2 separate regions of the Callithrix jacchus genome follow, and region 2 is linked to region 1. Evidence: chromatin contacts called from public Hi-C data. All regions are on one chromosome and are shown on one strand. The core of a region is the stretch at or near the end of the contact, and the rest is flanking DNA. Distances in the headings are between cores, read along the strand shown.

Evidence for each region. Hi-C and Micro-C count contacts between places; a contact is called where the count stands out from the background.
Region 2: a Hi-C map of induced pluripotent stem cells shows a contact between it and region 1, with 2.8 times the contacts expected there. The contact joins two enhancer-like sites. A contact is called at or near these places in 2 of 3 Hi-C or Micro-C datasets (induced pluripotent stem cells and skeletal muscle).

The regions. Positions count from the first base shown.
Region 1 is chr10:76,504,686-76,508,873 of calJac240_pri, reverse strand. All of the region lies in intron 2 of IRAG1 (inositol 1,4,5-triphosphate receptor associated 1), which reads left to right. Among named protein-coding and RNA genes, the nearest start is that of IRAG1, 36 kb to the left of the region's middle. Within about 2 kb of position 1,368, at least 7 of the 16 cell types and tissues checked have an H3K27ac peak or open chromatin away from gene starts, as enhancers often do.
Region 2 is chr10:76,584,843-76,588,855 of calJac240_pri, reverse strand. No RefSeq gene overlaps it. Among named protein-coding and RNA genes, the nearest start is that of CTR9, 14 kb to the left of the region's middle. Within about 2 kb of position 1,510, at least 3 of the 16 cell types and tissues checked have an H3K27ac peak or open chromatin away from gene starts, as enhancers often do.

The sequences.
Region 1 (4,188 bases), core at 119-2,618:
TTGCAGAGACAGTAGAAATACACCATCCTAAGCGCACAGGTAAAATGTAGTAAAATAATTAGAAAGCAGTTATTTTGAGTATTTACCTCCTTTTTGTTTAATGTGAGTTTATATAATTTATTTTTTAATAATGTCTGTGTTTAACCACCAGTTCATACAATTCTTGAAAATCACATTAGACTCTTAAGAGCTGCAGCAAACAGGATCCTATGCACCACTAAAGAGATCTCTCCAAAGTATAAGTTAGAAGGGCCCAGAAATTCACCTACTTCTCAGGCTCAGTGACTCCCTAAGGTCACCCACAGGGGAAGGGCAGAGCCAACCCTAGGGCCTGGGACACAGTTCCTGATCCTTCATCTCTTCCTGGTGACCACTGGGTGCCCTGCCCTTTATGGGGTCTCGCAGACCCACGAATACCGTGTGGTCCTTGACCCCAGGATGATGACTCATGTCACTCTGGAGTGAGTCACTCAGAGAAGAGGCTGCTGAGCAGCCTGGAACAAACAGAACTGGGCAAGATTTCTATTTGCTAGGCGTTAAATGGGAGGCTTAGATACTTTGCTGCTATTCCCGGTGCCTTTGAACTGCCTCCGATTGAGCAATTGTACATATTTTGAAGAAGAAAAGTTTTTTTCAAGTGGACCTATTTTTAAAAAAAGAATTGCTGAAGTGAACAAGCTGGAAAGGAAACCTGGGGAGATGTTTAGGCTTATTTCCTGTCACTGGTCTGAGCAGGTGCTGGCTCCTTCCCAGGGCACCCCCGGTCAACAAAGCCAATACGAGTTCCACAGGAGTAGAGAGCAGGGCTGGAGAAAATCAGGCCCTGAGAAGGTTTTTCACGGATATACAAACCCTGGGAGTGTTGGGGTGCTTGGGGCCAGCCTCCCCAAACACGTCTTTGTTTAGGGGACACAGCCATATGGGAAGTGCCTTCCACTTCCTCCTCCTTCCTTTTCTGTTGCCATGGAGGCTTTCTCCCTGCATCTCCGCCCTTCTCCATGTTCCTGCTCCCCCACAATTCCCTTCACTCTAGAACCACTTTCAGGAGGGAATCCTGGGGCTTCCACCACACACTGGGGGTGGCTGAACCCCCTCCACTCACTCATTCACCCAATTGTTCAAATACCTACTTGGCCAGACACTGTGACCGACCCTTTTCCAGGAGGGATTGCACACTAGGCCTCGTGTCTCACCTGTGGAATGAAAACCTCTGTTTTGGGAATTGCCATCAGTACAGGGATAGTGGAAGGAGCTGGGGCTTCGAAACCAGACTGACCTGGGACTGAGCACAGCACAGACTTGGGGCAACCACAGCCCAGACGTGGGACTGTCCATGGCACAGACCAGGACTGAGTCTCCTTTACTTGCAGGAGAGAAGTCTAGGGGCTCAGCCCCCTAGGATGAACACCAGGGTCTCTGAGCCTTGGTTTTGTTTTGTTGATGCCATGCTTAGAGAACTCAGCTGCCCTGTTTGGAGAATGTGAGGGAACTGAATGCATTCTGTGTGCTAGCACCTTGCATGTATTTCCTGTTTTAATCCTTACAATAACCCTAAAAGGTAGGTGCTATCACCTCCATTTCCAAATGAGGAAACTGAGGCTAGGGGAGATTTATCCAGCAAGGGAGTGGCAGAGGAAGGATTAGAACTGAGTCTGCCAAGCTCCAAAGCCCCATGAGCAGGCCAAGGTTAGGAAGCAGGATGGGGTTTTCCCGAGGCAGGCTCCCTCTCCAGCTCACTTGTGGAGGTACAGAACCCAGCTCTGCAGTTGGCCAGGCCCAGGGGACCCCCAGGAGCACCTCCCAGCACTTTCAGCAGATCCCTTGCGGGAGCATCCTCTTTCCCGCGAGAGTGACCACGAGAGCAAGGACGATCATGAGGCGCTGCCGAAGGACGCCTGCTTTCCTGGCACAGACACAATGGCTTACCCTTCACCATGAGCAAAACCATCAAAATGAAAAGTCAGAAAGCTGCCATGTGTATCCGGGCGTGGGGTGTGGGGGCTCTGGGGCCTTCTCTGACTCTGCCCCTCACTTACAAGTGTGGCCTTGGTCACGTGCCTCCCCCTCTCTAGGTCTCAGTTCCCCATCAGTAAAAATGGGCACAGGGGTAGGACTGGTGAGTTCCCAGTGGCCCTTCTGTCACCCTCTGGATTTACAGAAAGGCTAAGAGAGCCCCTTGTGCAGTCACCCCAAACAATGCCCCCCATCAGTTGTTCATCTAGAGATAGACCCGTGGTATTAATAGCAACCTAATCTCTTTCACATTCTTTGTACTGCTAAAATGAAAGCAAAAATTCAAAGCTGGAAGAACAACAACAACAAAAAAAACTCCCTTCTGAGAATACTGAGTCACTCCAGAAAGGTCAGTGGAGGCTAGGTTAACCCATTGTTTCCCGAAAGAGTTTCTTGGCTCTTCCCTCAATGTTCAGAGATTCATAGAATCTGAGAGCCACTCAACTTACAGGCTGTGCTCCTGGGATACTGTGGTTTTAAGAGAGGAGTTTGGTCTCTTCTAGGCAGGTTGCAAGTCTCTGGGAGAGGCATCTTTGGGGTCAGGATGAGAGGTTGCTGCTGCCTGTGGAGAACAGGCTTGGCTCTGCAAGGAAGGGGAGCATCAGACCCAGATGCAATAAATTCCCAGCTCCGCCATTCACAGGCAATGACATTGGGCAAGTATCTGGGCCTCTGTTCCCTTATCTGTAAAATGGGTCTAATTTTAATGTTAATAATATTAGTACTTACTCTCCCCACCTCACAGGGTTGCTGAGAGCACTGAAAGAGATAGTCTCTGTAAAGACTGCTCCTGAACCCTGCGTCCTGATGATGACTCTGTACTTTCTGGGATACAGTAAGGCCTTTGAAGCCTATAAGGCGGGGCTGGCCTCTCTTTCCTCCACCTGCTGCTACCACCCTTCCCAAGGCTGCGAGCACAGAACCGCCCCCACCATTGGCTACCTGTGCAGGGTGGAGGTGTGTGGCCAGCTGTGGCCGGGCCTGCCTGTGCTTTCATGGCCCTTTGCTGTCCTCCTGCCCTGCTGCTACAGCCCGCAGGGTTCTACAACAGCTATTTCCAGAGGCAGAACCTGTGCTGTTGACCTAACAAGTGTGGGGCTTTCTGAATGGACAAACCAGTGGAGGTGCAGGAATGGAAAGGTCAGAGGGTGAGGGGGGAACGGGTGGACTGGCAGACAGTGAGTAGAAGGATGGGGGGATGAATCTGCCACACCACACAGCAGGGGACATGCAGGCTCAACTGTGGGCCACTCTTAAGCCCTCATAAGACCCCTGACCTGACAACCAAAGTGTAGGTACTGCTTCCTCCCCTCTGCCTCCCACCATCCTTAGCCTCACTGAGAGTACTCACTCCAGTTCTCCCCTTGGAGGCAGGGGGCCCCCTGCTAGGCTTTTCTGCTGCACTCAAGCAGAACTGCTGGTGAAGAAGCCAGAATGGAAGAGAGGAAAGACAATGGGCCTAGGAGTCACACTAGCCTGGATTATAACCCTTCACCAGCTACTTACTAGCTGTGTGATATTAACCAAGTTGTGGAACCTGAGCCCTAGATCCTTACTAGGTTGAATGGAAATAATAAAACGCATCTAATGGGGGTTAAACAATATAGCATTTGAAATACATCTCCACATGTACCCCAAAACCTAAAATGCAATAAAATATATTTAAAAAATAATAATAAAAAATAAAGAAATACATCTAGCATAGTGTCTGATGCTCAGTAGGTGACTTAGAAATATCTGAAGAATTAAAGCATGAACAAAAGTATATTAGTTTGTTTCCTTTCGTGAGCAGGGGCAGATAAAATATTTAAATATGGTTTAGGAACTTCTAGCCTCTTCAGTTGCACGAATGATTGGATAGTTATCCCAGAAGAGACTCTTGGAAAATTTGCACCAGATACAAAGTTAGCTGAGCCAGTCAAGTTGTTTCCATCTCTGCATCTCAGTTTCCCTGCCTGTAAAATGGGTCAGGTTTTACTTAGGCACTGGCTGGGGGCAGAATGAATAGAGTCAAAAGAGCTGATTAGCTCTTGGCACTGACCCACCTAACCCTTTCCTAACCAGACTGGAGAGGCAGCAAGAAGGGCCCTGAAAATGGGTTAAAGAAGGAACGGCTTGGAGACCAAACATTACTAAATATTTTTTCCTTTTATGGGCTGGTGCTCTAGATCACCA
Region 2 (4,013 bases), core at 261-2,760, 80 kb before region 1:
GATGGGGAAGACAGGTTTGGCAGTGACTATGCCAGGATTAAATCAGGGTTGAGATGTTAAGTTTGAGAGATCTGAGAAATCGAAAAGCAGAGAGCAGAGGAAGTTCTTTGATATGTGTGGATCTGGACCCAGAAAGAGGGGTCTAGGTTAATACACCAACCCAAATAGAAATGTTATTCAGAATCATAGGAATGAGGGAGATGGTGGAGGAGAAGGAGAGTTGGAGAGAGAAGAAAAGAGGGTCCAGGCCCAGGCCTAGGGGAGCATCAGTATTTAGAGATGTGTGGAGAAGAAGGAGCCTTCAGGACACTGGCGAGCTGCGTGGCAGGGAGAGCAGGAGGGCACGATCTCAAAACCCTATTCCTTTTTTTGTTTTTAATTTCTCTTTCTTTCTTTCTTTCTTTCTTTTTTGAGACAGAGTGTCCCTGTGTCACCCAGTGATGCAATCTTGGGAATAGATGAGAATTCCCAAGTGGTTACCCAGTGACCTCCCTGTCTTGGGTTCAAGCAATTCCCTGGCCTCAGTCTCCTGAGTAGCTGGGACTGCGGGTGCTTGCCACCATGCCCAGCTAATTTTTGTATGGGCGGGGGTAGAGACGAGGTTTCACCACATTGGCTAGGCTGGTCTCGAACTCCTGACCTCAGGTGATCTGCCTGCCTTGGCCTCCCAAGGTATTGGGATTACAGACGTGGGCCACTGCCTTACAACCCCACTTCTCGACCCTTCCATGGCTCCCACAGCACTTGGAATAAAGTCCAGACTCCTTTCCATTTTCATCAAGACCCTGCCCTCTCTGGCCACCCTCCAGCTATAGCTACTCCCCACCTCTGTCACCTTTTCTGGGGTCTTCTTGCCCCTCTGCCTGGAAGACCCGCCCCAAAACCCCTTATCCCTTTGGTGTGACTCGTATTCATGCTCGAGTTGCCTCCTTATCATCCCCGAAGCTTCCCCTCATCTTAGTCTATCCCAGCATCTTACTGAGTTCCTTTATCATGATTCACGACTATATATTTGTGTACACAGAGCAGTAAGCACCATTCGGGCAGGGATAATTTCTTTTTGTATCCTTAGTACCAACCCAGTGTCTAGCAAACAGTAGGGGTGCAATAAACATATGACTCATGAATGAATGAGTCAGTCCTTTTAATCTTCACCCTGGTCCTGTGAGGTAGCGGTTATAACCTCTGTTTTGCTTTTTTTTTTTAAAAAAAAAAAAATGGAGGACATGAGACTCAGAACGACTAGGTGACTTTTCACAGGTTGCAGCATACTGAGGAGTGATGGGTGGGTGAAAATATTGGTGAACCTGTTCCAGTCTCCAGACGGCAGAAGAACATGAAAAGCTTGGCCAAAAGCCCAGGTGTTCTTGGTGGCTGGCGAGCCCCGGGCTGTGTAGGCAAGAACCCAGCAGAGGGCAGTAGAGGGCTGCGCTGGACTGGGATCTGCCGGAGGGAGCGGGATCTGCCGGTTGGAGCGGGCCCTGGGCGGAGCAAGGGGTGGGCGGCCAGGTACTGGGCTGGGACTTGGGAAGATGACCTTGTTTTGTCTAGTCCTTTGTAGGACTCTAGAGTGCGCTGTTGGAGCGCTTGAGGCAATGTTCCTATGTGTGTTTACACCTGCCGATCCTCACCACAGAGTAGAAGGAAGCCATCTTTCTTACCGTGGGGCCCTTGTTGGAAAGGTCACCAAGTCTCTCCAAGGAGATGGGAGGAGAGGCCAGAGGACAGGGTGGGGGTGACAGAGGGCCCTGAGGTGGAATGGTGAGTACAGATGTGCAACTGGGATTTTTGGCCTTGGCTGCGAGGGCACAAACGTCCTAGGGTGGCATCCAGCAGTTAGCGCCAGGCAGGGGGCTGGGAAGACCCTAAGGGAGACAGCAGGGTGGGGGAAATAGGAGGTCATTACTACCTCAGGGACATACATTGTCAAAAATGACTTTCTAGGTTTCTTATTCGCTCTGAATGGAGTTCCTTTCTCTCCTCCTTTTTTGTTAGGAAAGTTGTTAAAATTTCCACCCTGCCATCTATGCTTAGGGGAAAAGAGATTTTGCTCATGAACTGGGGTGAGGGTGGGGGATGGGGGAGCCCCTTGGGGGCCAGCAAGGTGGCAGCAGCAGAGTCAGGATAGAAGGAAGGTCCCAACAAGAATGATATAATGGACTTTGGGGACTGGTGGGAGTGGGGGGGAAGGTTGGGAGGGAGTGGGGGATAAAAGACTACATATTAGGTGCAGTGTCACTGCTGGGGTGATGGGTGCACTAAAATCTCAGAAATCACCACTAAAGAATTTATCCATGGAACCAAAAACCACCTGTACCTCAAACCACCTGTACCTCAACTTCAATATTAGATAGATCAACGAGACAGAAAATTAATAAGGATATCCATGACTTGAACTCAGATCTGGAACAAGTAAACTTAATAAACATTTATAGAACTCTCCACTTTAAATACACAAAATATACACTCTTATCAGTACCACATCACACCTACTCACAGGTTTAAATGAAATATTGGTTGGCCATTATTAAGCACAATTATTGGCATAAAAGAAATTTTCAATACCCATTTTTAGACTGCATTCTAGCCTGGGCAATAAAGCAACACTCCCGTTCTCTCTCCCTCTTCTTGTTCCTCTTTCTTCCTCTTCTTCATTCCTTTTTTCTTTCTTTCTTTCTAAAAAAATTAAAAAAAAATTTTTTTTTTAACGAATGGAAGGCCGCAAATGGAATCCACACTTAGTTCAGCATATGGTTTTTCAAGTAATACAAACATACATACACACTTCACCATATATGCAATCACACACAACATACATATACACACACACTTCACTCACAGGCTCACAGTCACATTACATGCACAATACACTCTCATACCCATCAGCACACACCTCACACACTGACGCATCACACGTACACACTGACACACTCAACATGATACACCGACTCTCACCCGGATGAAGGGTCTTTGGGGTGAATATTATGGTTGCCTCTGCAGTTGCCATTGCAGGTTCCCCCTTTCTGCACCCCCACCCCATTGTGTAAAGCAGCCATGTGGTTTAAGTCTAGGATCAAACCAACTCTTAGTTTCAGGGGTCAGTTCCAATTGGCCTAAACCCATCAATATAATCCTAGCTCCCTTAGCATTCCCTTGGCCACTGTGATTTTTTTTAGGGGTGGGCATACAACCACACTGATCCCCAGACGTGAGTGGCCCTGGACTCTTTTGGCTGCCATGTGCTACCTCAAGGAAAGGCTGGTTTAGAAAAAGCCCACTGGGAGGCAGGGGTGAGAAACTTTCAGACAAGCAGAGATGCAGCCCCCAAAAAGCTGGGAGCCTCTCAACAGCCTGTGCCAGAGGCCCACATGCCCTCTAAACTTCAGATTTTGTGAACCAAGAGGAGGTTGTTTTGGTCATTTAAGGCATTCGAGTTTGATTTTCTTTTTTCTTTCTTTCTTGCTTGCTTGCTTTCCTTTCTTCTCTTTTTTCTTCTTTCTTCTCTTTCTCTCTCTCCCTTTTTCTCTCTCTCCCTTTTTCTCTTTCTCTATCTTTTTCCCTTTCTTTCTCCCTTCCTTTTCCCTCCCACCCTCCCTCCTTCCCTTCCTTCCTTTCTTCCTTCTTTCCCGCTGTGTCACCCATACTGGGATGCAGTGGTATGATCATAGCTCACTATAGGCTCAAACTCATGGGCTCAAGCAATTCTCCCACCTCAGCCTCCTGAATAGCTAGGATTACAGGCAGGGGCCACTGCACCTGGCAATTTTCTATTTATATCTGAAAACCTCAGAATGGATCAACTGCTCCCAGAACTTTTTTATGGGAAAGCCTGGGAGGGGTCCAGCCTCCTCTTTAGGGAAGACTGCTCTTTCCTCCCCCTCCTTCCTCAAAGTAACCACAATGCACCTGACACAGTTCTTAGAGCCTTACGTATATAACAGAGAAGAAGAAAATAGTGTTTAAAACCATGGCCCACTGTAGCTGCTTTGCCTTAAAAAGGAAAGTGACACAAT